Regions from separate parts of the Zea mays genome. Here regions 1, 2 and 4 are each linked to region 3. The links are chromatin contacts, called in public Hi-C maps. All regions are on one chromosome and are shown on one strand. The core of a region is the stretch at or near the end of the contact, and the rest is flanking DNA. Distances in the headings are between cores, read along the strand shown.

What was found. Hi-C and Micro-C count contacts between places; a contact is called where the count stands out from the background.
Region 1: a Hi-C map of tassel shows a contact between it and region 3, with 2.1 times the contacts expected there. The contact joins the promoter of LOC541809 here to the promoter of LOC103634807 in region 3. A contact is called at or near these places in 3 of 25 Hi-C or Micro-C datasets (ear, leaf and tassel).
Region 2: a Hi-C map of ear shows a contact between it and region 3, with 1.7 times the contacts expected there. The contact joins the promoter of LOC103634814 here to the promoter of LOC103634807 in region 3. A contact is called at or near these places in 2 of 25 Hi-C or Micro-C datasets (ear and tassel).
Region 4: a Hi-C map of leaf shows a contact between it and region 3, with 5 times the contacts expected there. The contact joins the promoter of LOC100282855 here to the promoter of LOC103634807 in region 3. A contact is called at or near these places in 4 of 25 Hi-C or Micro-C datasets (ear, leaf, leaf mesophyll and 1 more) and 1 of 3 datasets of contacts at active chromatin or transcription factors (leaf).

What each region holds. Positions count from the first base shown.
Region 1 is chr8:13,193,800-13,197,504 of Zm-B73-REFERENCE-NAM-5.0, reverse strand. LOC541809 (glucose translocator 1) reads right to left here and starts at 1,883. Exons shown (of 13, transcript NM_001319776.1): 1 at 1,642-1,883; 2 at 765-876; 3 at 509-576; 4 at 155-287; 5 at 1-75. The coding sequence starts at 1,879. TRNAT-AGU (transfer RNA threonine (anticodon AGU)) reads right to left here and starts at 3,120; the gene lies at 3,047-3,120.
Region 2 is chr8:14,006,333-14,010,070 of Zm-B73-REFERENCE-NAM-5.0, reverse strand. It overlaps LOC103634814 (protein SUPPRESSOR OF K(+) TRANSPORT GROWTH DEFECT 1), which reads left to right and starts at 1,519. Exons shown (of 8, transcript XM_008657403.3): 1 at 1,519-2,268; 2 at 2,937-3,042. The coding sequence starts at 1,530.
Region 3 is chr8:13,590,415-13,594,219 of Zm-B73-REFERENCE-NAM-5.0, reverse strand. It overlaps LOC103634807, which reads right to left and starts at 1,302. Exons shown (of 4, transcript XM_008657397.3): 1 at 855-1,302; 2 at 369-721. The coding sequence starts at 542.
Region 4 is chr8:13,298,942-13,302,687 of Zm-B73-REFERENCE-NAM-5.0, reverse strand. LOC100282855 (delta-7-sterol-C5) reads right to left here and starts at 1,884. Exons shown (of 3, transcript NM_001155761.2): 1 at 1,561-1,884. The coding sequence starts at 1,789.

The DNA of each region.
Region 1 (3,705 bases), core at 634-3,133, 400 kb after region 3:
GCAGATGAGACCCCGATACCAATTCCAGCAAGCAATCGGCCAATAATCATTGTGCGGATATCTTGAGCTGTTGCACTGCATATGCCCGTGTGTCAGTTTCACAAAAGATAACAGTGTACACTTACAAGTTACAACTAAATAGTTCAAAACACACCTCAAGAATGCACCTAGAGCAAGTGGGACTGCATCCAGGATGAATGTTCTTGTCCGCCCAAATTTATCTGCCAAAGAACCCCCAGTAAAAGAACCTAGTGTTGCACCAGCCAAGGATGTGCTAACCACCCACCCTGAGTAACAAACACATGTCTAGTGAACCATATGGCAAGCACAGAAGCAACTGTTATCATTGAGTGATTATAGACATCTATCTTCTACTATAGAAAACATGACAATTGTATTTCTTGGCAAAAAAAAAAACATTACGTGGCACAATCAATCCAAATGTCAGATGTTCCTTTACAAACACCAAGAAAAAGTATTAAGTTGAGCATGTAAAAGTATGCCATACCCTGCAAGACAGCATTTTCAGCAATCCCAAGATCCTTCGCGAGATATTCAAGTGCGCCATTGACCACACTACATTCCATAACACGGATTCATGCTATTAACTAACAGTTTTTGTGTCCACAACAGAAGTGCAGAAAAGATGTAACTGTTATACTTCCAGCTCATTATTCATTTTTGTCAATTAAAATGCAGTAAATTATGCTTCATCCAATTGTGCTTAAGAAACAAGCATCTTGTAGCAGCAATAAAGTACATACCCAAGATGGTAACCAAACAGAATAGCCCCCAAACAAGCAACGCCAACATATGGCAGAACATGTCCTGAGGATTTAACTTGAACCTTCTCCAATGGAATATCTTCAGGGTCAACTGTAAAAGGATAGTCAAATGAGTTGAGAGAATGCAGAGACTGAACATCATCTGTCATTTAAACTTGCAGTAGAAAAGTGTGCAGATGAAAAACATCTGCAACACTGAAGGTGATATAGTAATCTACCCACATCACCTTCCGTTATGGGTCACACAAAATACATGGACTCCATAATCATGCAGATTCCTCTTCTACAAGTACCCGCTTTCTCTGGTTTCTAAAAAGCGACTTAATTTAATTGTGAGTGGCAATGCTCCTGCCTTTCTTAAAAACAAATATTTGCACTATTCAAAATTACAAATAAAAATTGCATTCATAGTAGAGGCATTCAGCTCAGGATCATCACCCCCACAGGGTTCAGAGGGACCATAACACATATTATGACGCCTCAAAAACCTGAATCAAATAATAAGCACGGCAGGTCCCCAACTAACCACCACCCAGGACGATCACATCAGCATATCGAGATAGTGAAAATGCACCGCGTTTCGATGAATACCCAACGCAAACACAACAACGGTGCTGAGCATAAAACATGGACTACCAAATCCATCGACCTCTAGATCCAATATCACGATCCCCTGGCAGCTGTCACAGAATCTAACTGCAGTCAGCAGTTACATTACCCCCTCTCCCGGAACCAACCCCCCCCCCCCCCCCCCCCCCCCAGCCCCAGTACCACAAGCGTGTGTTCGTGACACCAACCCCAACCGAATCGATCCACAAGTACAATGCATCAATCTTATCCGTAGCCCGAGACGCACCTGCCGCCGTGGCTTGCAAGCGCCCGTAGCGCGGGCTCGCGCGGAAGAGCCCCCCGACGCCGCCGCGCAGGTTGGCCATCTCGAGGCCGGCGAGATCCGCCGCCCGCGACCTCAGGCCGGCGCACCACCCATCGTTGCCCGTCGGCATCCGCACGCTGCAGGGGTTGACCGCCGGCAATCTCCGATCGCCGCTCCACGAAGCGACGCACCCGCCGCCCGTTGCAGCGCAGCGCATCATCTTCTTAATAACGGTGGTGATTGTTCCTGCGATCGCACACCACCACCACCATCACCATAAATAGAAATAGGTAAAAAAAAAATTCAACAGTATGGCGCTGAGTTGGCAGTGGGTAAGCGACTACAGGTTCGGAAGAGTGGCGATGCTTCCGTTTGGGGATTTCGAAATGCGATTATAAGATAGGACGACGAAGGAGACGAAGAGGACGATGCCTTCGCAAGATCCGATAGTTAAGCAGCGGATGGGGCCGGACTTCTTTCAACGCAGGAATTTCGCTGGAATGTGTGTACGAATTTCACACGATAAAAAACAGAAAACGAAAAAAAAACTCGAAATCTACTTATCTAAAGGAATCCTTACTTTTTTTTTCTAAAGGCTTCCTGCTGATGGCTACATGACTCGGAGGACTTACCGTGCTGGCAACGACATCGACGCGTGCACCTGATGAAATGAAAGGGTCCAAAAATCAATAACAGCAAATTTTAGTAGGCTTACAACACAACACTGGTGACGTGGGTGAGCCGATAGTCGGTATGGATTGGCTTGACTCGACGACTTTAACACAACACGGTGGGGGTACAGTTGCTCGTCGGATGAGAACCTCCCAGGATATTGTTTTTATGAAACCCGTCTTTTTTATCATCAAGCTCCTTCGGCGTACTTAGAACATCTACTACAATACCTTAAACTCGTACCTCAAAATTTTACTTAGCTATTTTTGTATGAAAATTCTATTATCTAATAAATATGTGACATTGATTTATGTATCATAAGTTATGATATATGTGACACTTAATACTAGCACATATTTGAAAATGCATCTGAATTTGTCCTTAAATACATGTGAGACAATGTCAATACTCAGCAGTTGTGTTTTTTTTAAAGCAAGCTTACCAAATGAGTTATTTCTGTGATCTATCATGTTTTTAGTTAGAGCTGTTAGGACTGCACACCTTGCCCGGTGCAAAACACCGATGACACTAGACGTGTCTATAGGATAAGCTGCTACGATATAACAAATTCTAGAGGATAAAAAATCATATATTTTCCTATGAGTGTCTGTTGTTCTTAAAGATTATAACTTATTAAAATTAACCCGGGCTAGTTATTATATGGTATGAGATTTATAAAAAGGTTTCCTTAAAATTTAAAGATAAAAATTATAATTGCTTTCGTTGAGAGTTGAACTCAAGACCTCCCGCTTACTAAACGGGTGCTCTAACCAACTGAGCTACGAAAGCTGTTGTTTTTCTTAAAAATTATAATTACTTTCGTTGAAAGAAATATTTTCTTCTAAAATATATTATTCTGCACAGCAAAAACTACTCCAACAATACCTCATTTTATAAAATTCAGTCAAAAAATATAGGGCACTCTCTCAAATGTCTCAAATATACTACACCGTAGTGGTCTGCCGTATAATATATGTTTGAGGCTTTACTGTCGAAGCATAATATTTTGTTGATACCCTAAATTCAATAAAATTTACTCATTTCTAAATTATAGGTCATTTTAATATATCACGCTATTGGAGATGCTCTTAGTTAATCTCATTTCTTTTTTATACCTTATGTACCTGTTTCACATTTAGTGTCGCCCTTATAATAGTCTCACCCTTCATATGTGTACCTATCATTTAGTGCCTACCTCCACGGTGGCTCCCTTTGTGTCTTCATCGAAGTCCTCTTTAGCTCCTAACTACACTATGAAGTCTCATGTGGCACATGTCTACACTCGACGGGTCATAGAGCCTTCTATGGTGATATCCTCTCCTGTTGAGTCATCTCCTTCTGATGATTCGCCTCCTACTCCCTCTCTCACCTGTT
Region 2 (3,738 bases), core at 270-2,769, 420 kb before region 3:
GCTGTTGGAGCGGTCGAGTCCCTGCTGACGTTGTCCTGCTTCCGTAAGAGAGCTAGGGGCCGCCGTCGTCATAGAGCTTGTGGAGCGCCATCATTGCCTCTCTGGCGGAGCTGGCCGGATGAGACGCCGGTCTTGTTCTCCGTGACCCGAGTCGATTCGGGGTGGGATGATGATGGCGCCTCCTGTTGACGTGGCGGTCTGTGCCCTAGGCAGGGCGACGTGGGGTTTCCTCCGAAGCCGAGGTTGAGTCTGCCTTCTGTTGCCGTGGCCGAGCCCGAGCCAAGGGGTCGGTCGAGGCGGAAGTCGTTCGGCCGAGGCCAGGGCGGAGTCCGAGCCCTGGGGTCGGGCGAGGCGGAGTTTCGTCGTCTTCCGGGTCTTAGCCCGAGTCCGAGCCCTGGGGTCGGGCGGAGCGGAGTTCGCCGTCTTCCGGGTCTTAGCCCGAGTCCGAGCCCTGGGGTCGGGCGGAGCGGAGTTCGCCGTCTTCCGGGTCTTAGCCCGAGTCCGAGCCCTGGGGTCGGGCGGAGCGGAGTTCGCCGTCTTCCGGGTCTTAGCCCGAGTCCGAGCCCTGGGGTCGGGCGGAGCGGAGTTTGCCGTGGCGCCTTTGTCGAGGCCTGACTGCCTGTCAGACTTACTCTGTCGAGTGGCGCTGCAGTCGGAGTGGCGCAGGCGGCGCTGTCCTTCTGTCAGACTGGCCAGTGGAGCGGTGGAGTGACGGCGGTCACCTCGGCTCTGCTGGAGGCGCGTGTCAGGATAGAGGTGTCAGGCCTCCTGTGCGTTAAATGCCCCTGCAATTTGGTCAGTCGGTGTGGTGATTTAGTCAAGGTTGCTTCTGAGCGAAGCCAAGGCCTTGGGCGAGCCGGTGATGTGTCCGCCATAAAAAGGGGGCCTCGGGCGAGACGGAAGTCTCTCGAGGTCGGCTGCCTTCGGCCGAGGCTAGGCTCGGGTGAAGCGTGATCGAGTCACTCGTGTGGACTGATCCCTGACTTAATCATGCCCATCAGGCCTTTGCAGCTTTATGCTGATGGGGGTTACCAGCTGAGAATTAGGCGTCTTGAGGGTACCCCTAATTATGGTCCCCGACAAATCTATTCTGATTCTTAGGGGAATTATAGGTTTACGGTTTCTAATTCTCAAGTAAATCTGAGAAATATTTCTTGTTCATTCAAAATCCTAGTCTTTGAAGAACGTGATTCTTAAGTTTCTCTGTAAGACGTAGTTTTGGGTTGTTTGGAGATTCCGATGTACCTAGAGAAAAGTAGTTTGAGAAATTATCTACTAAACCCACTTATAGTTAGATCTAGCAATAAAAAAGACATTTCTACCGCAAAGAGTCTGACTAGTTCGTCTATGTAAACGTTAAGCAACTAAATCCTTGCTAAATGGGCCTGGATCATGAAAAACCACGAGTTGGTTTGAGATTGCCTGGCAATTCTAAGATACATCTCTAATATTCTTTATACGGTTTAATGAAACAAAATTATACGTTAAGCCTATAGCATCACCATCATACAGTAAAGATAGGCAAATGAATGCCACCTATTCTTTTTTCTCCGCAGCCAAAACACGCTTCTCCCTTCCCATCTTTTCCTTTCCTCTCCCTCGTCTCGTCTCGTCTTCGTTCCCCTTTCCTCCTGCGCACCCCGTCTTCTCCTCACCGCGTCAAACCCCAGCACAAATCAACCGCCCGCCGCCTCCGCTCCCCTCCCGTCCCGAATCAGCCGCTGCGGTGCCCAATCCGGCCGATCCCCCCTCCTATCCGCCGCAGAGGCGGCGCCTCTGGGCCTACCCCGATGTATAGCAACTTCAAGGAGCAGGCGATCGAGTACGTCAAGCAGGCGGTCCAGGAGGACAATGCCGGCAACTACGTCAAGGCGTTCCCTCTCTACATGAACGCGCTCGAGTACTTCAAGACCCATCTCAAGTACGAGAAGAACCCCAAGATCAAGGAGGCCATCACCGCCAAGTTCACCGAGTACCTCCGCCGCGCCGAGGAGATCCGGGCCGTCCTCGACGAGGGCGGCGCGGGGCCGGGGGCCAACGGAGGTGACGCAGCCGTCGCCACGCGCCCCAAGACCAAGGGCAAGGACGGCGACGGGGGCAACGGAGGGGATGACTCCGAGCAGTCCAAGCTCAGGGCGGGGCTCAACTCTGCCATCATCACCGAGAAGCCCAACGTCAAGTGGAACGACGTTGCTGGCCTCGAGAGCGCCAAGCAAGCTCTGCAGGAGGCCGTCATATTGCCGGTCAAGTTCCCACAGTTCTTCACGGGTGAGCTACGGGTTATCCTTTTTTTTTTCTTTTTATTCTTTGATCCTGATAAAAGTTTCGTGATTGTAATCGTTATGGTGCCTTGCTATGGGGTCGCAAAGGCTTTGCAGATCTTTATTATATTTGTTAAATTGGATGGGGGGTGAGCTAGGGTTGATACAACTATCCACTGTTAGGTAGCGAATAACGAAACATCTTTTGCTGTCGAAAGTGATTATCGAATATTTGATTGATTGATAACCGGCGCTATGATTTTTTTGTTTTCATTTTTACATGATGATTTATGTTGTTGGGCGAGACCATTTCTAGAGGCCATATGTTTGACTACTTAGGTTATTTTTCGGTTGGTAAACCTTTCAAGAGCATTGCTAACTGTTAAATTACCTACACAGAATATCGATATCAACTGGGATTAAAACAACAACCCCTTTTCATGTTAAAAAGTGTGAACTGAAAGATGGTTCAATTCAAAATTCAAAAGGATCAAACATGCTATTTTAAGAATATATGCACAATTGCATTCATATGATTATTCTGCTAGTTTTGTACCAAAGATTATGACTGGCTACTTGATTCAAATCTAGAATTTATTGACCTGGTAAAAATTTATTTTCAATTTTGAATGGTTTGTTTGCCAGTATGAACTAATGAAGAATGCTATCCCTTAGGCAAGCGGAGGCCTTGGAGGGCGTTTCTTTTATATGGCCCTCCTGGAACAGGAAAGTCTTACTTGGCAAAAGCCGTCGCAACCGAGGCTGATTCAACATTTTTCAGGTAGATAATTGTATATTCATCACTACACCAGTTCCCTTTAGTTTGCTCTTTTATAGACATGTTCTTTTTATGCTTTGGTTTTGAAACAAAAACTGTTTTAAGCTTTTGCTGCATATCTCTTGATATGCTTCCTTTGGCTGTCATATGTCTGAACTCTTACTATATCTATCTTACATATTTCACCTACCAGTGACAACATTATTATTCAACAAATTTTCAGTGCGTTGTAGTGTCTGCCAATTTAAGAATTCTTAGGCATTCTGCACCGCTGACACATTTGTGTAGTACCTAGAGTCTTCACATAACACTTCATTTGTAGCATCACACTTTTTCTTGGTTTCAGGGAATAGATTATTTTATTTGAGGACAGTACACACCATGTCTCACATAAATTATTGATTTATATGGACGGGTGCGATGGATTTGTATGGGCTATTTATAAAAAAAGCTGTAACTATTTCACCTGAAAGGAATTGGGTACCAATCCTTTTTTATTGAAACCTGTTCCACAATGCAATATATACACTGGCATAGACATGTAGATTGCATCGAAATGTTCTTTGATTTTGTACATGTTCTGTGTTAATGGTACAGTTTCCTGTTTGTCTATTAGCTCCATTATGGAGTATAATTCATTTTACTTACATTCGTGTTCGTGGTGCAACAATAGCTTTTTCACTGCATGGGAAACTGTCA
Region 3 (3,805 bases), core at 53-2,552:
ATATAATATCCTCCTCTCTTGTGGTAAAGAATCCTCACATGGCATGGTGGCGCCATCATCATCAAGCTCATTAGAAATCCTAGTTCCAACCCCTGCATAACAAGCTTGGTCCTTTTCTCTCATCTCCCTCTCATCCTCTTCTACCAAACCAAGTTGAGCATATATAGAATCTTCACAGGCAATTAATTGCATCCCTTCCTCCTTCCACCTGTCCTCAAATTGTAAAGCACCCCAAACAATTTCTTTTGATGGTTCACTAGTTAGTTGCTTATCTTGCGAATCCTGCAACGATATTTTTTTCTTTCTTAAACAAAGAATTACCAACACAGAATTTCTAATGCTGTTGTATTAGTCAAAGGAATTATAACCTTTGATCCTCCAGGTTCTTCGCTGTGGCAGACAACCGGACAAGCCGAGCCGTGGCACACCGGCGTAGCAGCAGTGTCCTCCATCCCGACCATGCCGGAGAACTCGGCGGCGGCGATGTCGTTCTCCATCCCGACCACGCCGAAGATCTCGGCGGCGGTGATGTCGTTCTCCATCCCGGCACCGCGGGCAGGAGATATCTGCGGCGGCGGTGGGAGGGAGTGGTGTGGCCGAGGTGCTCGAAGCTCTGTACGGCGGCGGCGGCGGCGGGGGAGATGGAGGGGCGGTACAACACGCCGACGGCGGCGTGGGGGAGAGGAGCACGTAAGCTCTCTGCGGCGAGGCACGCCGTTTGCTGTGAAGAACAGCAAGGCTGTTAAAGGGACGCGCGAAACCAAACTCCATACCTTTGGATGTTGTTCCAGCGAACCAGTGTTGCGGTTGTGATAATCGCAAATATATCTCGAAATAAAATTGCATTTGCGAACCTGGCTGAACAGGAGACAACCAGCCGTCCCGCCAGAACGAGGCGGCAGCTCGTGCGACGCCACCGCCGCGGCGGGTTATCGCCGCCTCGCGCGCTGTCAGACTAGCGCGCAGGCAGGTTGCCGCCGGTCTCTCCTGGCCTCCTAGGATGTGGTCGAATGGAATCGCCCTCCTCTCGACCTAGGCCGTCTGCGGACTGCGGTTGCGGCCTTGCGGGGCGGGGAGCCGTAGGACTCGGCGCTGCGGCGGCGTTAACGCCGAAATGACCACGGGGCGCGGGCCGGAGGGACGCCGTGCCCCATATCTACAGTTCCACGGGCTACTTTGGTAGATAAACACCACCGGGCCAGGTTGTCGCGCAAAATCTAGAAAAAGCCCAATGTAAACTTTTGGGCCTTTTTTCCAGGCGCATCCATGAATGCCACCTCCAACCAAACCCACCTACGACAGAATTCCGTGGGAGAAATTCCGTCGGGCGCTCCCACACGCACGCGAAAGAGGGAACAACTGCCGAGATTTCGTCCGCAGATTCCGCTCCAAATCACCCGGGTCTAGGCCGCCAACGCGGCAACGCCGCCGCTGCCACCTCGAGGGCGCGGAACCTGGCCGCAGCACCAGCCACCATCCGGCAAGGCAGAGCTCGGTGGTGCGAGTGCGCCGCGGGATGCCTGGCCGCCGCCGCCCCGACCACTCTGGCGAGAACGACGCCGGAGCGAGCGCAGGCAAGACCCGCGCTGGGCCGGCCGCCGCCGCCTCGGGCGCGCACGCTGCTACATCACCCAGTGCACAAGTCTGGGACTTGGACCTCTTGCGCCATTCGCCGCCCCAGCCCCCTCCACTGCCTCTCTCCCGCTGACGACAACGCTCCTGCAACGCAACGCACCGCCCCTGCCCTCGCCGACGCTGACGTCCTGCTGCGCCGCCCGGTCCAGCTCTATGCGACGGACTGCGGCGCTGGCAGGCCCACGGCCGCCAGGAGGAGGTGGTCGTCTCCAGCAGTCTCGGCAGGAGGAGGCTCCTCCTCAACGCCAGAATTGAAGCACAGTCGTGGCGTGGCAGCAGTCGCGGGATGTTCTGCTGGGAGTGCACGAGGAGATCCAGAGCATGATGCCTGCGAAAGCAGGCTTCCCTTGCGGCTCAGAATCCCGCATCAGAACCTTACTATAGTTGTAAAATTTTACTGATATCTAAAGATGACTTTTGCGTTTTAGTTATACATTCTTGGCTCCAGGAAATATGGTTCTGTAGTTGGTCAACGTTAGCATCGCAGCCTTTGTGTGCATTATTTACTGGACTTGGTCGGGTCGGGTGGACCAAGTTTTTGTGTGTGTGTGGAATACAATACAATACATCACACGAGCATCCTCAATTACCTCTGCTGAAAATATTTGCTTCTTTTAGCTTGAACTACTCATTTAAATTTCTGCCAACTGATCTTTAAACAGGTGTTCAGAATACACCAGATTCACAGACCTAAGTTGATGAACGCCAACTGATCTGTAAACAAGTGATGAGAACACTAGTATAGAGAAGCTCTATAGTAGCGGTTTTAGAGCTATTTGTACTGACGTTTTTAATGTCGTCAGTGCTAAGGTCTAGTGGAAATCGACATTTTTCACTTGCAGTTTGTTGAGCGCCATATTGAGCGGCCGGACGGTCCGGCCCTGAGGCCGGACGGTCCGCGGTCCGGACAGTCCGCGCCTGTGGGCCGGACGGTCCGCGCATGCGCAGAGCAGTTTAGGGTTCCGAGTTTTGTGCTATGTTTGTTAGCTAGATTTGCGGAATTAACCCGGAATCCAGTCGTGTAAAGGGTCCAGCCCCCCTCCTCTATATAAAGAGAGGTCTACGGCCGATTTGTAATCAACAATCGAATCAATACAACTTCTATTCGCATTTATTTCCAGTACAATTAGGAGTAGTTCTAGTCTAGTTCTAGTTTAGCCTCTCAATCCCCAAATTCTTCGCCTCTCTTCGACTCTACGCCGATTAGAGGAGTCTAGGTCGGCCGGCCCGAGCCTAGACAACCCCTAGGATCTCTCCTCCCCGACGGGGTCCCTCCCGGGAGCGAGATCCAGGCGCCACCGGCGATCTTCCGCCGCCCCTGCACACGCGCGGACCGTCCGGCCCTAGGGCGCGGACCGTCCGGCCGACAGGCAGGAAACCCTAGCCCCTGCGCCAGGTCGCGGACCGTCCGGCCCTGTGTCGCGGACCGTCCGCGTCTGACCAGAGAGCACCGCCGTCGGTTCTTCTTGGGTATTTGGCGCTCCAAAAAAGCGTCAACATACTTTTTGGCGACTCCGCTGGGGAGGACATATCTAAGCTCATCAAATCGGCCCTCAATGGCCGGTTCAAGGGATAGCTCTGATATTTCTCCAAGCAACATCATAGAGCCGACTTGGGAAACCTTGCCGGCTGACGAGCAGCTCCAGTTCGAGGAGCACAAGGAGCGGATGATCCAGGAGGCGAAAGCAAAGTTCTTGGCCAACTTCAAAGTGGACAGGAACAACAAGGTCATCCGACATCGGGCGACGGATCCGGCTTCGCTCCAACCCACGCCAGATATCCCCAATGTAAGTAATACCAACGATCTACAATCTCTTAGAAATTATGTAGAAGATCAGCGTGAACAAATGCAGAACATCATAGGGGGTATGCAAAGCGATCTTAAGAAACTAGTGCGTGCATTTGATAAATCTAGTATCACAAATTTTCCTTCGCACGAGGTTGAGTTAGGAGGTAACACGCATAACACATCGGCTACAGGTTGTCACGACCAGTCACAACCCCTTTATGGGATGCCGATGGGCACATACCCTTAGCAACCGCAAATCGGCAGCAAATCAGCCGATCTGCACATGCCCGGACCGTCCGCACGTGAGTGCGGACCGTCCGGACCAACAACAGTCGGGCCGATTTTTAATGAGTTACCTAGATATGCGCCCGAACCACCACA
Region 4 (3,746 bases), core at 635-3,134, 290 kb after region 3:
GAAACCAAAAACGACCTGATCCCACACAGGCATGGTAGCCACAAGATGATACCAAGAAGACAAGCTGGAATGCTCCAGTTATCTGAGTTTCATGAGTGTCTAATTGAGTGGTACAGGAAGGACATCTTAATTCATATGTCTGGCTTTCAGCATGCACTGCCTAGAACTTTGGATGCACTTCTACCACAATGTGCTCCAGCTACCCCATAATATTTTTTTTACAAGATGCTTGTATGGAAAATGGATATGCAGCTTAAAAGTGCTCAAGGCAGTGCACTTGAGAAGCGTACATGGTACAAACACTAACACATAAACTAATTTTAATAATAGTGCTTGGCAGAAACTTCCATAGTGCAGCATGTGATTGAGCAGAGAAACCAACCAAAACAACTATTTAATTAATACAGAGAACCTGACAAGAGCGTTGGAACAATCGCACAGGACTTTGTCTATTGATCCAAATAAACGAGTCAAGAGACAGCTATGTTTTATCTGTCAGCGTATCTACCATGATGAGCGGTTTTGCAAAGAACACGAAGGATGGTAAAACCAGTGGCGTACTGAAATTCACCCTCAGTCCGCACCAAGGCTTCAAAGCCTTTTTTGTTAAATTAAATTTGTTTAGCTGCAGTTAGCCCCAGCCAACCAGTACAAGTTCTGCCATATAACACTAATAAGCTGCATACAGACGCAGGCCATAGGCCGATAGCCAACCGCAATTCTCCATGGAGCAACAGGTGGGTTGTTAACAAGCACAAAACATGCATTTGCAGTGGCTTAGCCAAGAAAGGGAAAGTGATTTAGCTATCAAACTCTGACTTCAAGATCCATCCAGATGATGGTTACGACTACTGAATGAAGGGGAGATCCAATAACTGTACCCCGGGTCCATCACCATTAGCCCCAACAAAAAAAAAACAAGCAAAAAAAACGCCAGTCTGGCACACAAAGTGAGAAATGTATTATGTGCTCACGAAGCATGTGTTCACAGGAGCACTTCAAATGTAGTGTATCCGTCAGCAATCCAATGAAACCGGCAATTTTTCGCTTACTCCCTCCCACCGGCTCTAATGATACTCCCACCTTAGCTATGATGGTCCCACCTTTGCTCTGATGGTACATGAGGTAAGTAAATAATTACCGGCATCGTTGAATTGCCCGTACTCATACGAGCACGGAGGCTGCGTGAGCACAGCCTACGTTCCCTACAAAGTGGGGTCATAATTCACCAGCAAATCTTCCACAGTCACTTCTTAACAGCCTTGGATTTCTAAGAGGAAAAGATCGAGAGTAACAACACGCGGAGGATCATAGAACACGCCACAAAACGCCTCCGAGATGACAAGCCAAAAGTTTCCCGACAGAAGCGGGCATTAGAGGTCGAGAGGCGGAAGCCTTCCCTTTCCGCGCAAACAACTAGCCAATCCTTTGCCGGCATATCCCCAAAACATCTCGAATCAAGCCTAAATCCCTCTCGTTGATGGCACCCAGACCCTAATAAGGACAAATCGGCAGTTAAGCAGCAGAAGCATCGGGAAGAATGGGAGGAAGAGGCGAGACCTTTGGGGATGTAGGCGTGGCGCTTCCAGTAGTAGATGACGAAACACCAGAGGAAACCAGAGATGAAGTAGAGGAGGTAACCGCCGACGCAGTTGCGCATCCACGACTGCACCGGGTGCGGCAGGCCGCGCCACCAGTCGCCTGGCGCCACGGCGCTGAGGACGACCTCGTTGTACCACTCCGTCTCAGCAACGAACCGCCGCAGGTAGTCGCCGCCGTGCACCGCCATTGCCGGCGGCCGCCGCACTGGGTGCAGTGTGCGTTGGGATCGGCTGGGGTGGGGAGTTGTAAAGCGGCGGAAGCGTGAGAGACGCCTGGGGTTTTAAAATGGATCTGTGGTGGTGTGGCCGTGTGGGCAGGGCAGGCACCGCTGTGCGCCTGTGCCGCGGCTCGCACCGCCGCAGCCCGCAGGTGGAGAGGGAGGCAGTCGATTCTTTCTTCTTAAAAAAAACTGGAATTTCACCAAACCGTTTGAGGTATGTGTTTAGAAAATCATTGATACGGAATTTTGAACTAGCAAAATTAGATAGAGAGTTTGGGTCTTTTTTGATGGTGACATAATTTATCACAAGCTAATGTCGGAACAGATTAATGTCAAAAGATATTCCGATTACATACTAGTACTATAGTCTATTTATCGGGTACCATAATTAAGGGTACCCCAACGCTCCTAATCATGGCTGGTAAACACCCTCAGACCAACTGACGGGTGCGGTTCAGGTCAAGACTTCGTCTAACCGAGGGACGCGATCTCACCCGAGCACAGCTTCGGGTTGGAACAGTAGTCCCAGACGAATTCACGCCTCGTCCGAGGGCCTCCTCAGACAGCGGGCGCCCCCTCGGCTCTCCCGAGGCCCGGCTCGGGTAGGCTTCATAATGAAACAACCTTGGCCAGACCGCCTCACCAACCGACCGCTTCGCAGGCGCATTAAATGCAGGGGATGCCTGACGCCGTATCCTGACACACGCGCCTCAGTCAGGCAGGCCGAAGTGACCGCAGTCACTTCGCCCCTCTTCTTTACTGTGTGACATGACAGGAAAACAGCGCCGCTCGCTCCGCTCCGACTGTCGTGTCAGCCACCCCGGCGACGACTGACAACAAGTCACGATCAACCACCGAGTTCAGCCTCGGGCGCAACAGGAAGCTCCGCCTCGCCCGACCTCATGCTCCGGCCTCGGGAGGAGGTCTCCGCCTCGCTCGACCTCAAGCTCCGGCCTCGGGAGGAGGTCTCCGCCTCGCCTGACCCCCGGACTCGGGAGGAATCGCGTCCTCGCCCGACCCCGGCCTCGGCCTCAAGAGAAGTCTCCGCCTCGACCGACCCTAGGCTTGGACCGACAGCGCTAACAGGGGATACATCATTTCCCTATTCCTAGCCTGCTCAGGCTACAAGGAACAAGACCGGCGTCCCATCTGGCTTACCCCGGCGACGGGTAATGATGGCACCCCGCGTGCACCATGACGCCGGTGGCCCTCAGCCCCTTACGACAGCAAGGAGACGTCAGCAGGATCCTCGCCACGCTGCCAGCTATGCTCCTATAGGACTCAGGCGCTCCTCCGACGGTCATGCCATCACATGTACAGGGCCCAAGCTCTCTCCCAACGGCCACGTTGGCATGTACACAGGGCTTAGGCACTCCACTGCCGGACACGTTAGCGCATAGCTACGCCCCCCGCTGTACGACTGGACTCTCTCCTTGCCTCTATAAAAGGGAGGTCCAGGGCCACCCTGAGGGGGGTTCGCGCGAGGGAAGCGGCGGACGAACTCTGTGTCTCTCCCTCTCTCACGCGGCGCGCTTGTAACCCCTACTGCGAGCGGCACCCCTGGTGCAGGATAATACAAGGCTTGTCCCACCTCTTGTGTTCCATCCCGCGCCAACCCATCTGGGCAGGGACACGCAACGATTTCACTAGTCGGTCCAAGGGACCCCCGGGTCCGAGACGCCGACAGTTGGCGCGCCAGGTAGGGGGCTGCTGCGTGTTAACGAACACCTTCCCGTTGAGATCCAGATAGGGAGTCTTCAGCAACCTCTCCAGCCCGGGACGGTGCTCCGCTTCGGGAGTCTTGAGTTCATGTCCCTCGACGGCAGCTACGACATGGTACTCCTCCCCCTGCGGCGTGACGACAACAACGGTCTCCGACTCGCCCGGCGGCGGCAAGCTCTACGACAACATCTCCCCGTGGCAG